Regions from separate parts of the Mus musculus genome. Here region 1 is linked to region 2. A link is a contact called in public HiChIP or PLAC-seq data. All regions are on one chromosome and are shown on one strand. The core of a region is the stretch at or near the end of the contact, and the rest is flanking DNA. Distances in the headings are between cores, read along the strand shown. Region 1 overlaps Syne2 (spectrin repeat containing, nuclear envelope 2). Region 2 holds the start of Syne2 (spectrin repeat containing, nuclear envelope 2).

Region 1 (6,140 bases), core at 2,737-5,236, 190 kb before region 2:
ACAGGTGCTAATTCTCCCATCTGCATCCTGTGGAGAACAAAATCAGTTCCTGGCCAGGCTTGCTGCCAGGAGGGGCCTCTTCCTCATCTGCGCTTTTACAGACACCCTGCTCCCAGGGGAAGTCAGGTGTGCTATTTTTAAAAGTTTTTTTTTTAACCTTATTATTTGTACATGTATACAGGTGTATATACCTGTGTGAGTTTATGTCAGCCATACATGTATAGGGTCCTGTCAAACAAAACAAAACAAAAAAGCAAGGAAGGACTAGGCAAGGAAAGGCAACACTTCATGAATAGCCACAAAGTATTTACTTAAAAATTACCGATTTTTAAAAAAACTGTCCTCAATATACTCATGATTGATACATGGACCCATATTCAAAGCATCGTGCTGTATGCCCTCAATGTGTACAACTTTGTCAAAAATAAAATTGGTGGAAGCATTTCCTGATCTAATCATTCTTTGTAACGAATCCTCTGATTTGCTGTCTCTCATTTTCAGTCTTCGGATGGGCTACTCTGAAGGCTTGGGGGTAAGGTGAACAGAGAGGGGCATGGGAAGACACTGAGGAGCTCCGACAAGCCCCACGGGTGACTTCCCTAGTTACCTGCACGATGGTGGCTGAGGAGGAGGAGGATGCCCCATCCCCTTCCAGGTCCTTGCTGTGTTTCCCCAGAAAAGACCAGGATGCGGACGGTGGCTCTGTTCTCCTACGTCCATCCTAAGACAGTGTTCAATTGGTTAGCAAAGAGAAATATCTCCTTTCCATAACTGGACTCCTACTCAGCTCCTCCCAACAAGACTCAGCCTCCTGGGCAAGTTTGCTGCAGGTCTTACTCTCCCTTCTACCCCACGTCAGTTGTATTTCTCACACTAAATCATGTCTCCAACTGTGAATGCTTTTCTTTTTTTTTTTTTAAAGATTTATTTATTTATTATATGTAAGTACACTGTAGCTGTCTTCAGACACACCAGAAGAGGGCATCAGGTCTCGTTACGGATGGTTGTGAGCCACCATGTGGTTGCTGGGATTTGAACTCCGGACCTTTGGAAGAGCAGTCCGGTACTCTTACCCACTGAGCCATCTCACCAGCCCTGTGAATGCTTTTCTTGAGCCTAAAAAAAAATCCCCTTAATTTTCTTTACTAAAGAGTAATATGTTCATGTCCCACACAGGGGATTTATAAAAGTTGTTTCAGAATTTAATCTGTTTTAGTAAATGTGATCTTGGATGATATTTCAAAAATAAGTCTGTTGGGTGTAAGAAAAAAAAATTGCTCAAGTCCACTAACTGCGGGAAGACAAGTTAAACCAAGGCTTTGGCTCAGTGATTTGAGTTCTTATCTAGCACGTGAGAGGTTAATCTGGGGCTAAATCCACAGTGCTGCAAAATGATGAATAAATGAATACATATGAATGAGAAAGTCTAACAGACATCACATCTCTCATAATGGCTTTTAGTCAAAGAGCTGGAAAATTCCTAGCGCTGGAAAGGATGTGGAGGAATAGACTCATGGGTACTGTTCGGGATTACAAATGGAGAACAGCACAGAGGCATCTCAAAAAACTAAACTATAACACCACATGCTTCCACAATTCCACCACAGGCCACATGTCCAAAGGTTAGCTTGTAGAAGAGTCGTCTGTATTCTAGTGCTCACCGCAGCATCATTCACAACAACAGGTCAAGGATTCAACCTTAGTGTCAGTCAGTAGATGAATGGCTAAAGAAAATGTGTATCTGCCAAGTGTAGTGGCACACGTGCCCTCAGTAGCACTTGCGAGGCAGAGGCAGGTGGGTCTCTGTGAGGTGGAAGCAAGCCTTGTTTACAGAGTGAGTTCCAGGCCAGGCAGGGCTGCATAGTGAGACCCTGTCTAAACAACAAAACAAAACAAAATGTGGTGGATATACCCAATGCAATACCATTTCACCATTTAAACAAACAAACAAACAAACAAACAAACAAAAACAAACCCCTGGGGATTCTGTCATCTGTAGTAACACAGAGGAACCAGAGAACATTAGCTTAAGTGAGATAACTAAGCCAGGCACAGGACCACAATCACGCCATGGCATCACTTAAATGTCAAATGTAACAAAGTTGAAGTTGTCAAGACATAGCATAAAACAGGGTACAGTGGATAGATAGAGGACGATTAGAGAGACTTTGATCAAGGATGCAAATTTTCAGTTAGGCAGGAGGATAACAACCAAGAAATGCATTAGATGACATATACACTTGAAAATTGCTTAGACAGAGGCTAGATGTTCTTATCACACAAAAATAAGAGTTTGTACAGAAATATATGTTAATTTGAAGCATTAGGTACTCCACTGTGTGTCTCAGGAGCATGTGAATGTCTGAAACGGTAGTGTGTGTGTGTGTGTGTGTGTGTGTGTGTGTGTTTTCTTTGCTTGGGCCCTGGGTCCTCAGACTGTGAATTGAGGTTGTCTGGTGGTCAGAGCGCAAAGCAAACTGTCACCCTCACCCTGCAACTCCATGCTCTAGTGACACTCAATAGAACAAAGTGTCTGCTCTGTGTGACAACGGAGCCATGGAAGAATCTACAAAATGAGCAAAAAAACCACCTGAGTCACATAAGCCACAGGCTGCTGCCAGCTTCATCTTTGAGTATAAGCCTTAGTGTTACAAGTATGAGATGGAAATTGATACCAAGAAGGTCAAGTTGCTTTCAACCAGTTACAATGAAGCACTAAGAATCAGCTACATTAGTGGCAGACACAACTCATGTCCTTGATAATATTACTCTAAAACAAAAACATGTCTCAAATATGCAAAATAATTAGCTAAAAAAACAAAACAAAACCAAAAACAACACACACACACACACACACACACACACACACACACACACACACCCCAAGCCAAATACTCTCAAAGTCCCAGAGGAGGAATTCAGAAGTCTGTGTCTGACAGGGGACTCCTTTGCACCAGCAAATGCCCCTCCTCCAGGGCAAAATGGACTTAGATGAACTTAACAATGTTAATAACTGAGTAAGTACTGCAGTCTTGATTTTAAAAAGTTTAAAAATTAACATTAACTTTAAAAGCCTTAGGTTTTCATATGTTTTCTCTGACATTCACTTAGAGATCTGGTCCTAGCCAGTTCAAACAGCAAAACTGTTTTCCTGGGAGCTGGAGAGATGGCTCAGCAGTTCAGGGTTTTTAATGTACTGCTCTTGCAGGGGCTGAGTTCGATTCCCAGCACCCATCCTGAGATCTGTAATCCAGTTCAAGAGGATAAGACACCCTGGCCTCTGAAGGGACCTAGCTTCATGTCCTGTGTATGTTTCCCGCCCCCATCCCTAGTCCAACACAGATAGTCCAAAAACAATAAAATAAATATTTTTTTTTTTAAAAGGAGAAAAAGTTTTGCCTTACTTCGCTCTTCACGGAGCTTTCTTCGGCCTCCTCCTTGACCACTGGCAGGAAAGACATGGAGTTTGTTCTGCTCAGCTGAAAGGCACAGCACGGGAGCATTTGCAGTCAGGATGTGGACCAGCATCACAACGTGGCCTGGTTGCATTTCTATGTAGCTAAATCTTCACGCATTGTCCAATCTGTCCACCAACGCCCAAAGTCTCTGGGGCCTCATGCCTTTCAGTCCTTCAGCTAAGTCCAGCCTGCAGAGTCTCATTTGCATGATCCTCGAGGCCCCACCCCCTTTCCTGTGGTGCCTCCTCATTTGCATGATCCTTACGGCCCCGCCCCCAAAGAGCTGGAGTGCAGTTCTCGGTTGTGGACTCACAGTGGTCTCAGGCAAGGGACCACTTTGAGTCTTCAGTAAGATGACTGTTCTAAGGCTGATACTTCAAAGGTTCCCTCCCATCTGCTCGGGGAATTTCATAAGTGTGTTTTAGGTAACTCAGGCATAAGAATTCTGGGTTGGGTTCAGGGCAGACACACCCGGAAGATTTGTGCTCAGTAGTAAACAACCTCAAGTGGAGTATTTCCATTTAAGAAAGAAAAAAAAAATTCCTTTGCTCTGGAAAGAGTTATCTCATAGGCTGTTTGCTCTCCCATGGAATGTGGGGCCAGAATTAAGTGAAAGCCACACCTACCTTCCTTTCTGAAGCATCCCTCTCGGCCACTGTACACTCGGAGGCGCCTGCAGAGGGCTTGTCTCCTACTTCTTGCTGTTCTTGTTTCAGGTGCTCATGAAGGTTCAGTACAGCAGTCTTCAAGTCCACTAGCAGATCCTCCTTCTTCTGGTTTAGATTCAGAATCTGCTTTTCCAACCTTTCCATCTCTCCCTGTTCAGAAAGAGTTGTGGGCATCATTTGAGAGAAATCAGAGTGGCTTCTGGATGCTCCCAGGAGCCAGCTTCCTTCAGTACAAGGGATGTCCTGGTCCAAGGCTACTGGACCCCGTAGCTACTTCACAGACCTTGTAAAGCCTAGCATCTGGGGGTTGAACAAAGCATGAGAACTTGTAACAAGGTCCACAGGCGACTGATGTGCAGCCAGGGTGGGGAGCCAGGGCCGTAGTAGCTAACCACAGGACTCACAGAACCAGATCCCCCGGGCCAAGAACCACCAGGCTGTACTTTGATGAACACATACTTCCCACTTTACGCACAGAATATTACAGGTACCTGTTCCCATGTTTCCCCAGGAGATTATTAAGATTAATATTATTATATGCAAGTAAGTTTTCCTAGATATGGAAAAGCCCACTGTCTGCCCATTCGGGTGATAGAATTATAGAACCTTAGGTTTTATAGGAATTGTGGGTGACAGTTACCCTGACTCTCCAGTACCCTTTGTCTGAGCACCTCTTCAGAAAGCCAGCATTCATTCCAAATATCCCCCTAGCTGGGGTGTAGCTTCAGCAGCAGACTGCTTGCTTGCTTGCTTAGTGTGCATGTGGCTCCTAATTTTGTCTTAAGTACAAACACTCATACAAGTGTGTTTCTAATGTATTCCTTAAAATCCCTCACTAGTCAATATTCTTTTTTTTTTTTTTTTTGGTTTTTTGAGACAGGGTTTCTCTGTGTAGTCCTGGCTGTCCTGGAACTCACTCTGTAGACCAGGCTGGCCTCGAACTCAGAAATCTGCCTGCCTCTGCCTCCCAAGTGCTGGGATTAAAGGCGTGCGCCACCACGCCTGGCTACTAGTCAATATTCTTAAATTCACTAAATTTTGTATGTATATATAAAAATGGATGCGTGTGCACATGAGTGTCATAGGTCAACCTCAGAACTATCCATCCTTAAAAACAAACACCCAGGGTCTTACTTGCCCTGACTGGCTTGGAACTTACTATGTAGATCAGGCTAGTCTCAGAATCAGAGATCTGGCTGTCTCTTCCTTCTGAGTGCCGGGATTAAAGACATGTGCTACCACACCTAGCCCATTATCTTATTTTTTTGAAACAGGTTCTTCCTTGCTAGAACCCAATAAGTGAATTATGCTTACTGACCACCAAGTCCAGCGCCCGCCTCTCTCACCCCAGGGCTGAGATTACAAGCACATGCCACAATACTGGTGTTTCTTTGTTTTGCTTTCATATGGGTTCTGGAAATTGAAATGAGATTCAACAAGCACAGACACCAACTGAGCTACCTCCTGAGTCCCCAAGTCACTAGATTTTATGCCCAAGAAAGTAACATGTCACTATGAACAAGAGAGAGTTCTGAAGACAAGAGAAAGAAGGCAATTTCTGCCAAGGTGCAGCTCGTGTGGCAGGGCCAACCTCGGGCTTCCCTAAGACTCCTGGGTTCTGACATTTATCGTTAAACTAATACCCGTATTCTGTCTGCTCGGAGAGTTCTCTACTAGCAGAGTTAACTCTGAGTTGACTGTTTCATGTTCCACTTTCAATAAACACTAAACTTCAATAGGAGAGTCATAGGCTCCCCAACAAAAGCAGTACCACAGCCATTAGGATAAATTCAGGAAAACAGCAACCAGTGATATGTAGGCTGGTAGGCACTGAGCTGCCATCTGCACTGTGGTACCCATAGCTCTCTGGGAGCCTTTAATGGGACCAGAGCTGAGGGACACTGTCTCTGAAGTTAATATCATTTCCATAATGCTACCAAAATGTTACTGGCTCTTTTTACTGTGTTGGTACTTAGACTGAGGGCACAAATGGATTGGTGGTAAACAGGCACCT
Region 2 (6,214 bases), core at 177-2,676:
CTTTGGAAGTCTTGAGAATTTTCCAGAAAGAAAACTGGAGCCCCAGTCATGCGTTGAAGCGTGTAAACACGTCAAAAATCCTAGGCCATAAAAACCGAATGCTCCTTCTCCCATGATGGCGTTTACTGGAACGGGAGCTGCGAGGAGGCCAGGTCTGCTTAACTGTGCCCCCACCCGAACATTCGAGCTCAGCCACAGAATTACCTCCAGCAAGAGCTTTGGGGGATGGAAACTTTTAGGGAAGCAGGTGGAGTTGCTTCAAATAAAACTTTTCAAACATTTGTTAAGTCCCACGGTTACTGAGAGCCTCCCCGGTTTGCCTCGAGCTACTACATGGTGCCTGTGCACAACCGCGCCTGCTGCCACTCCGTCCCGACGCTCCCTTCCACTAGGGGAGGGGAAAACAACTTTCGGAAATAAGGCGCGTCCACAAAGGCAAGTGTTACACTGGACTTCTCCACCTCCATCTCAGGCAGCGGCTCCTGTGGCCAGCAGCCCTGGATGCAATCCACGGGCCCCCTCCCACACTGGGCATCTTTTCAGACCTCAAGAGAGAGACCGTAAGGAGGACCAGGTGCTACCGTCAGACCCTAAAGGCAATTGTACAGACAACAAAGACCGCAAGCGATCAAAATGGAATTATAATCCCCGCGGTCCCAGCGCCCCCTCTCCGCCCGCCGAGACTCAGGGCCGCCGCGCCCGCCTCTTCTCTTCCAACGCAAGGGTCCCGCGTCCTGTCCACAGTGTGCGCCCCGGCTGCAGGTTCTCCGGTCCCCGGGGCTAGCCTCCCGCCGCCCGTGGTTTTGCAATCTCTGCGCCGCGGCTTCAGTGTTCTAACACCCGGTTCGAAATCTTTCCCGCCCAGGCGTGACGCGAGGAATGCAAACAATCAGCCGAGCGCGCCCGCCTGGACCGGGATAGGGGGACAGTGGGGAGTCCCGGGGCCGAGCTGGGTGCACCCGCGGGCCGGGCCCGGAGGTGACACAAAGAAGCCCGGGACACCAACGCCAATCGCTGGCGCTCGCCGCGATCCCCAGGGTGCCCCGCCCGCCGCTAAGTTTACAGCGCCCCGCGCGCCCCGCTGTCCCCTCCCGGGTGAAGTTTCCCACGGCCCAGCTGGGAGCCGGGCATCCAGAGACTCCCGTGGGCCCCCCGGGCTCCCCGCTGGGCTCTGGGGACTCCGCAGGGCTCGTGCCCGCCTCTTCCCCGCCCTCCCGCTCTCGCAGGGCGCTTTAGGGCGCGGAGCCCCCCGCGGCTGCGCTCACCGTTGTCTGCCCGGCCGGGAGGCGAGGGCCGGAGTTCGACCCGACCTACTCCGCGCCCCCCTCGCCTCGCTGCCTCGATGGCGCCCCTCGATCGCTCTCCCGCTCGCTCTTCCGTGCGGCCGAAGGCTTGCGGCGCAGCCGAGCGCGCTCCGCTCTGGACTGGAGGCTACAGACCACGCCCCGCGCCCTCCCGGCCCGCCCAGTCCCGCGCTCGCCGCCGCCCGGAGCAGCGCACTGGGGGCGGAGCCGCCTCCCTGCGGCCACCGCAACTTTCCCTCCGCCTTACAGACCCTTGCAGGTGGCGGGAGTGAGGAACTAACTCCGAACGCAGGTTCACGAGCCTCCGCCTCCGTGCCTACCCGCAGCTGGAGACAAAGGGGAGGCCGACTCTCCTAGAACACTTTTCAGGCGGGTTTCACTTCTTCACGGTGGGTGGATGCCTAGATCTACAAATCAGCGAGCCGACCGCGATCCGGTCCTTGAACCCAGGTGGAGCCTTAGAGAAACATGGACTTTTCATCGGCTTCTTAAGAGTGTCAGGAAGCCCAGACCTCGACCTCACCTACGGAGGTAAGATAAGGAGGTGCTTATTTAACAATGCAGATAAGTGACACCCCCCACCCTATTTCCCTGTCCCCCCCCCCCCCGCCCCGCGCGTGCCAGCCTGCAGGATGGGCTGAGGAGAGCCGCCTCAAACAACGACATTCAGGAGAAAGTGGGTCCCTGGGAATCTGTCCTGTAGGTGTCAGTTGGATTTTCCAGCAAATTACTCAATCCTGTGAACTCAGGATGACATCACCTGACTCCCACTCGCGTTTCGAGTCGCTGTTATAGTATTAAGACTCTTGAAGTCAGACACCAACGCATCACTTCACTGTTAAATCACAAAGAGGCAGTGGCCTGAGTTTCTATCGCAATCAAATTTAACTTCATGCAAGTCCCGCCTCATGCATATTGTGTAGCTGCAGAATCTTATCTGGATTGCTTAGTGCGCTACTGATGGCCCAAATTAAATGGTAAGGGTCGAAGATTAAAAGTTTGACGACAGTGGGTTCAGCTAATCCATGTTTCCGGGAAACGTAGGTTTTAATTCTATCCACACTCTCCTCTCTGCGAGTATTGAGGTGACACAAGTAAACTGTGAAAATACATGCTTTATTGTCTTTTTTCGCCGTACTATATCTGCATGGCATTTCTTGTATTCTAGGTTCACTCTGACCTTCCAAGTTCTTAGACTATTTGCTATGCATCCCGTAATGGCTTGGTGGGCGGAGCTCGAGGTGTGGTTCAGTGGGTAGCCTGCTTGCCTAGCTTTGATCCTCAGCACTTCATATAAACATGAAGTGATGGTGCCCACTTGTAATCCAACACTCAGGAGGTGGGGACAGGAGGATTGGGAAATCAAGGCTTGCCTCAGCCACATAGCAAGTCTGAGACCACGATGGGGTACAAAAGACTTTCTCAAAAAATATTTTTTCAAATATATATATTTCAAAATAAATATATAGAATTATATTATTTATCACATATTATATATGAATTATATGCTGTAGAATATATATATGTATTTATAGTTTGCAGCGTGATCTGCTTGTCAGAGTCCTAACAGTTGGAGCAGGAGCTGACTCTGACTCTTTTGCCTGCTTTTGGGACACTTTTTCTCCTACTGGGTTGTCTCATTCAGCCTTAATACAAGTGGAGGTGCCTAGTCTTATTGCAACTTGATATGCCATGTTTGGTTGGTATCCAAGGAAACCCTGACCTTTTTTAAGAGAAACACAGAGGAATAGTTACAGGCAGAGGGGAGATGGGGGAGGGACTGGGAGGAGAAGGGAGGAGGGGAGGGGAAATTGCAGTCAGGAATATATATATATATATATATATATATATATATATATATATATATATATTACATATACATATATACACATATATGCATATATGTGTCTCTCTATATATGGATACAACAATGTTCCATAAAACAAGAAGAGTCTTTCCTTTTTAATCACAGAGTCACTTTCTCTGAAATCACAGAGCCAGTGTCTAGAAGACTTCGGGGTTTGGCTTCAGGATTTATAGAACCACCTACAAAGCATAGCCTCTAATTGCTCTCTGGTCATTCTGTATTTGTTGCTTTCTTCACAGCAAATGTTACAGATCATCATGGCAGCCATGTCAGGAGAAACTGTGAGAAATAATTTCCTGATTACTGCTCCTTTCTAGGCATCCATGCTCTGCGCCCCTAGAGTGAGAGGATGGCTGGCCCAAATCCTGCTACAGCAGTCGAGAGCCTGGAATGTAATGTTTCAGAATGTTCTACAGTATTTCCAATTAGATCCTTCTAATTACCCGTGGTTTCTCTTGGCATACCAATTTGGATGTGAAATTAATAGCTACTTTAAATCTGAGAGTAAGATTGGTGGTGGGATCGCTAGAATAGATCCTCTTCGCTTTGAAGTGAAAATTAAAGCTGTAACGCTAAGCCGACCAAACAACCACACCTACATCATTTGTGCACAACAAGGAGCCTGTAAACAGAGCTCCTTTCCTTCCCTCTCTGGGAAAAATGATCAGTGAACCTGCCAGGCCTACTTCCTCCCAAGAAACCTACACCTCTGGAGTGCTGAGATTACAGGCATGAGCCACCACACCCAGATTTATATAGCACTAGGGACATAACCCAGGGCTTCGTCCTTGCCAGGCAAGTCATCTTCCAACTGGGCTGCATCGCTGGCTCTCTCTTCGCTTTTGTTTACATCAAAGTTCTGTATTTATTGGGAATGACTCACTGGTCTCAAGAACCCACCTGGAAGACTACAAATTGGAACCAGGGAGATAACTCAGTGGTGGCAGAGCACTTGCTTAGAATATATGAAGCCCTAGATTCAATCGCCAGTTCAGAAAGGGGCCAAACTGAAAGTACGTATGCGATCTGGCACACAAGCACTTTATGGTTTGCAGTGAGAACAGCTGAAGACATTCTGGTAGCACCAACACACTGAGGAGTAGGTAAACCAAGACCTCTGACAAAGACAATGGTCTGAGGAACTCCTAAGAGTTGGCCATCTTCATATCATTAAAGGAGCTGAATGCACCACTATAAAGTTCAGCAGAGACTCCTCTCTGTCCCAGCACCGATCACTCTCGGTCACAACGGTTTGCATCCCTGCATCTCACAGCAGAGATGTGACTCTTTATATCTCAAGACCCTAAACAAGAACTCAGTAGCGTTTTTACTATGGAGTTCCTGTGGGTCTGGTACATGGGGGCTGTGTAGAAGAGTGTGGGGCTGCATCTAGCTCTACCAAGAAGGGAAACTAAATGGTTAGTGATGATTTCTGTGCTGAGGGCACAGAAGAGAGTAGTAGGAACATTAGAATCAAGTATTTATCAACCTTTTTAGTAATAGGGCATAGTGATGTTGTAATGGACTGGCGATAAGGATAAGTGAATTTAATGTCAATACAACGGTGAATTTAATGTCAATACAACGTATTAAATAGTATCTGAAGAGGCAGGCACTTTCATTCTCCTGCGCAGGTGAAACATTGTTTCCCCTCTATTGTTAACATTGTTACCGGTAATGTCAAAAGCCAACTGGCCCCAACTCCTCCTGCTCCCTATTAATGCCCCTTCTCAGCCTACAATCCACCTCCCGGTTTTTCAGCCCTTTGGGTGCACTCTCTAAGCCAGAGATGAAAATAGCTGGACAGGAAAAAAAATCGCTGCTCCCCTTTGTCCAGGAGTCTAGTCACACCCTAAAAAAGCCCAAACTTCTTATCTCATTCTGGACTGGTTTCCTGCCACGCTGGGAGCGCACAGAAATTAACCTTGGCTAATTGCTCCCCTGACCAGCTTGCTTTTTCTGAACATTGTTTTCATAAAAGTAAATAATTGTGTACAATAAAACATCTACAAGTGTGCACAGCCAACCAGGTCGGAGTCCAACTTTCTAGAATTTGAAGAAAATGTTGAAAGAATTTATTGTGCTTCACCGAAGTGGTGTGCATAAAGTGCCAAGCATACAGGCAAGCCAGGATTGCCCAGCAGAGACTCTCCGGGCTCTGCCTTCCTTTGCAGTAGCGGGGCTTAGAAGGCTGTTATCTTCCAAGTCACTTTGTGCCGGTGATATATTAAACTTTTAAAATTTAAGACTTATTTATTCTATGTTAATGAATGTTTCCCTAAATGTACAAACTGCGTGCATGTCTGGTGCCTACAAGGGGTCAGAAGAGGTTATTAGATCCCCTGGCACTGGAAGTCTGGATGGTTGTCAGCTAACTCGTAGGTGCTGGGAATCGAACTAGGTCCTCAGCAGGAACAACGGGTGCTCTCCCACCTTGATTTTGTAACAATTTTTGAAAAAACAAACAAAAAACCTATTTATGAAATTTTTTTTAATTCAACAACTGATTTCAGTTTTACAGGGAAGATTACAGCCTTAAAGTAAAATTGGTCTAATGTTATTTAATAGTAGCCTATCCCTGAATGAGAGCCAAGGCACCGTGACTCATACCTGTAAACCCAGCAGTAGGCAGGCAGATCACTATGGACTGAAGGTCAGTCTGGAATGCTTAATGAGTTCTAAAACAGCCTGGGCTACAAAGTGAGATTCTGTATCAATTCAACAAAAAGAACCCAAGCAAGCTGAGCACAGCAAGCAGCACCCAGCTGAATCCCAGCACTCAAGAGCTGAGGCAGGAGGATCAAGAATTTAAAGCCAACTTGGGCCATACAGGGAGACTTTATCTCAAAATAAACATTCAAGGAGCTAGAAGGATTGCTCAGAGCATATAGTGCTCTTGCAGAGGGATCAGGTTCAGTTCCCAGCACCCATGAGGTATCTCACAATCATCCATATCTCACAACCATCCATATCTCACAACCATCCATATCTCACAACCATCCATATCTCACAACCATCCGTATCTCACAACCATCCATAGCTC

What was found. HiChIP or PLAC-seq counts read pairs in DNA pulled down with a chosen protein or histone mark.
Region 1: a FOXA1 HiChIP or PLAC-seq map of pancreatic cancer cells shows a contact between it and region 2. The contact joins the enhancer-like site here to the promoter of Syne2 in region 2. A contact is called at or near these places in 1 of 39 promoter capture datasets (the 3T3-L1 cell line), 4 of 484 Hi-C or Micro-C datasets (the N1E-115 cell line, extraembryonic endoderm stem cells, nephron progenitors and 1 more), 8 of 115 datasets of contacts at active chromatin or transcription factors (acute myeloid leukemia, embryonic stem cells, pancreatic cancer cells and 1 more) and 3 of 9 other capture datasets (adipose tissue, embryonic stem cells and macrophages).

What each region holds. Positions count from the first base shown.
Region 1 is chr12:76,002,712-76,008,851 of GRCm38.p6, reverse strand. Syne2 (spectrin repeat containing, nuclear envelope 2) reads right to left here. Exons shown (of 116, transcript NM_001005510.2): 62 at 4,085-4,276; 63 at 3,405-3,479; 64 at 608-721; 65 at 1-27. Among named protein-coding and RNA genes, the nearest start is that of Mir5101, 97 kb to the right of the region's middle. Within about 2 kb of position 3,986, at least 68 of the 459 cell types and tissues checked have an H3K27ac peak or open chromatin away from gene starts, as enhancers often do. A contact at or near this core is called in adipose tissue, embryonic stem cells, extraembryonic endoderm stem cells and 1 more, where this site is marked.
Region 2 is chr12:75,813,530-75,819,743 of GRCm38.p6, reverse strand. It overlaps Syne2 (spectrin repeat containing, nuclear envelope 2), which reads right to left and starts at 1,426. Exons shown (of 116, transcript NM_001005510.2): 1 at 1,266-1,426. Gm40447 (collagen alpha-1(II) chain-like) reads left to right here and starts at 116. Exons shown (of 7, transcript XM_011244246.1): 1 at 116-247; 2 at 393-1,835. The coding sequence starts at 116. The coding sequence ends at 1,661.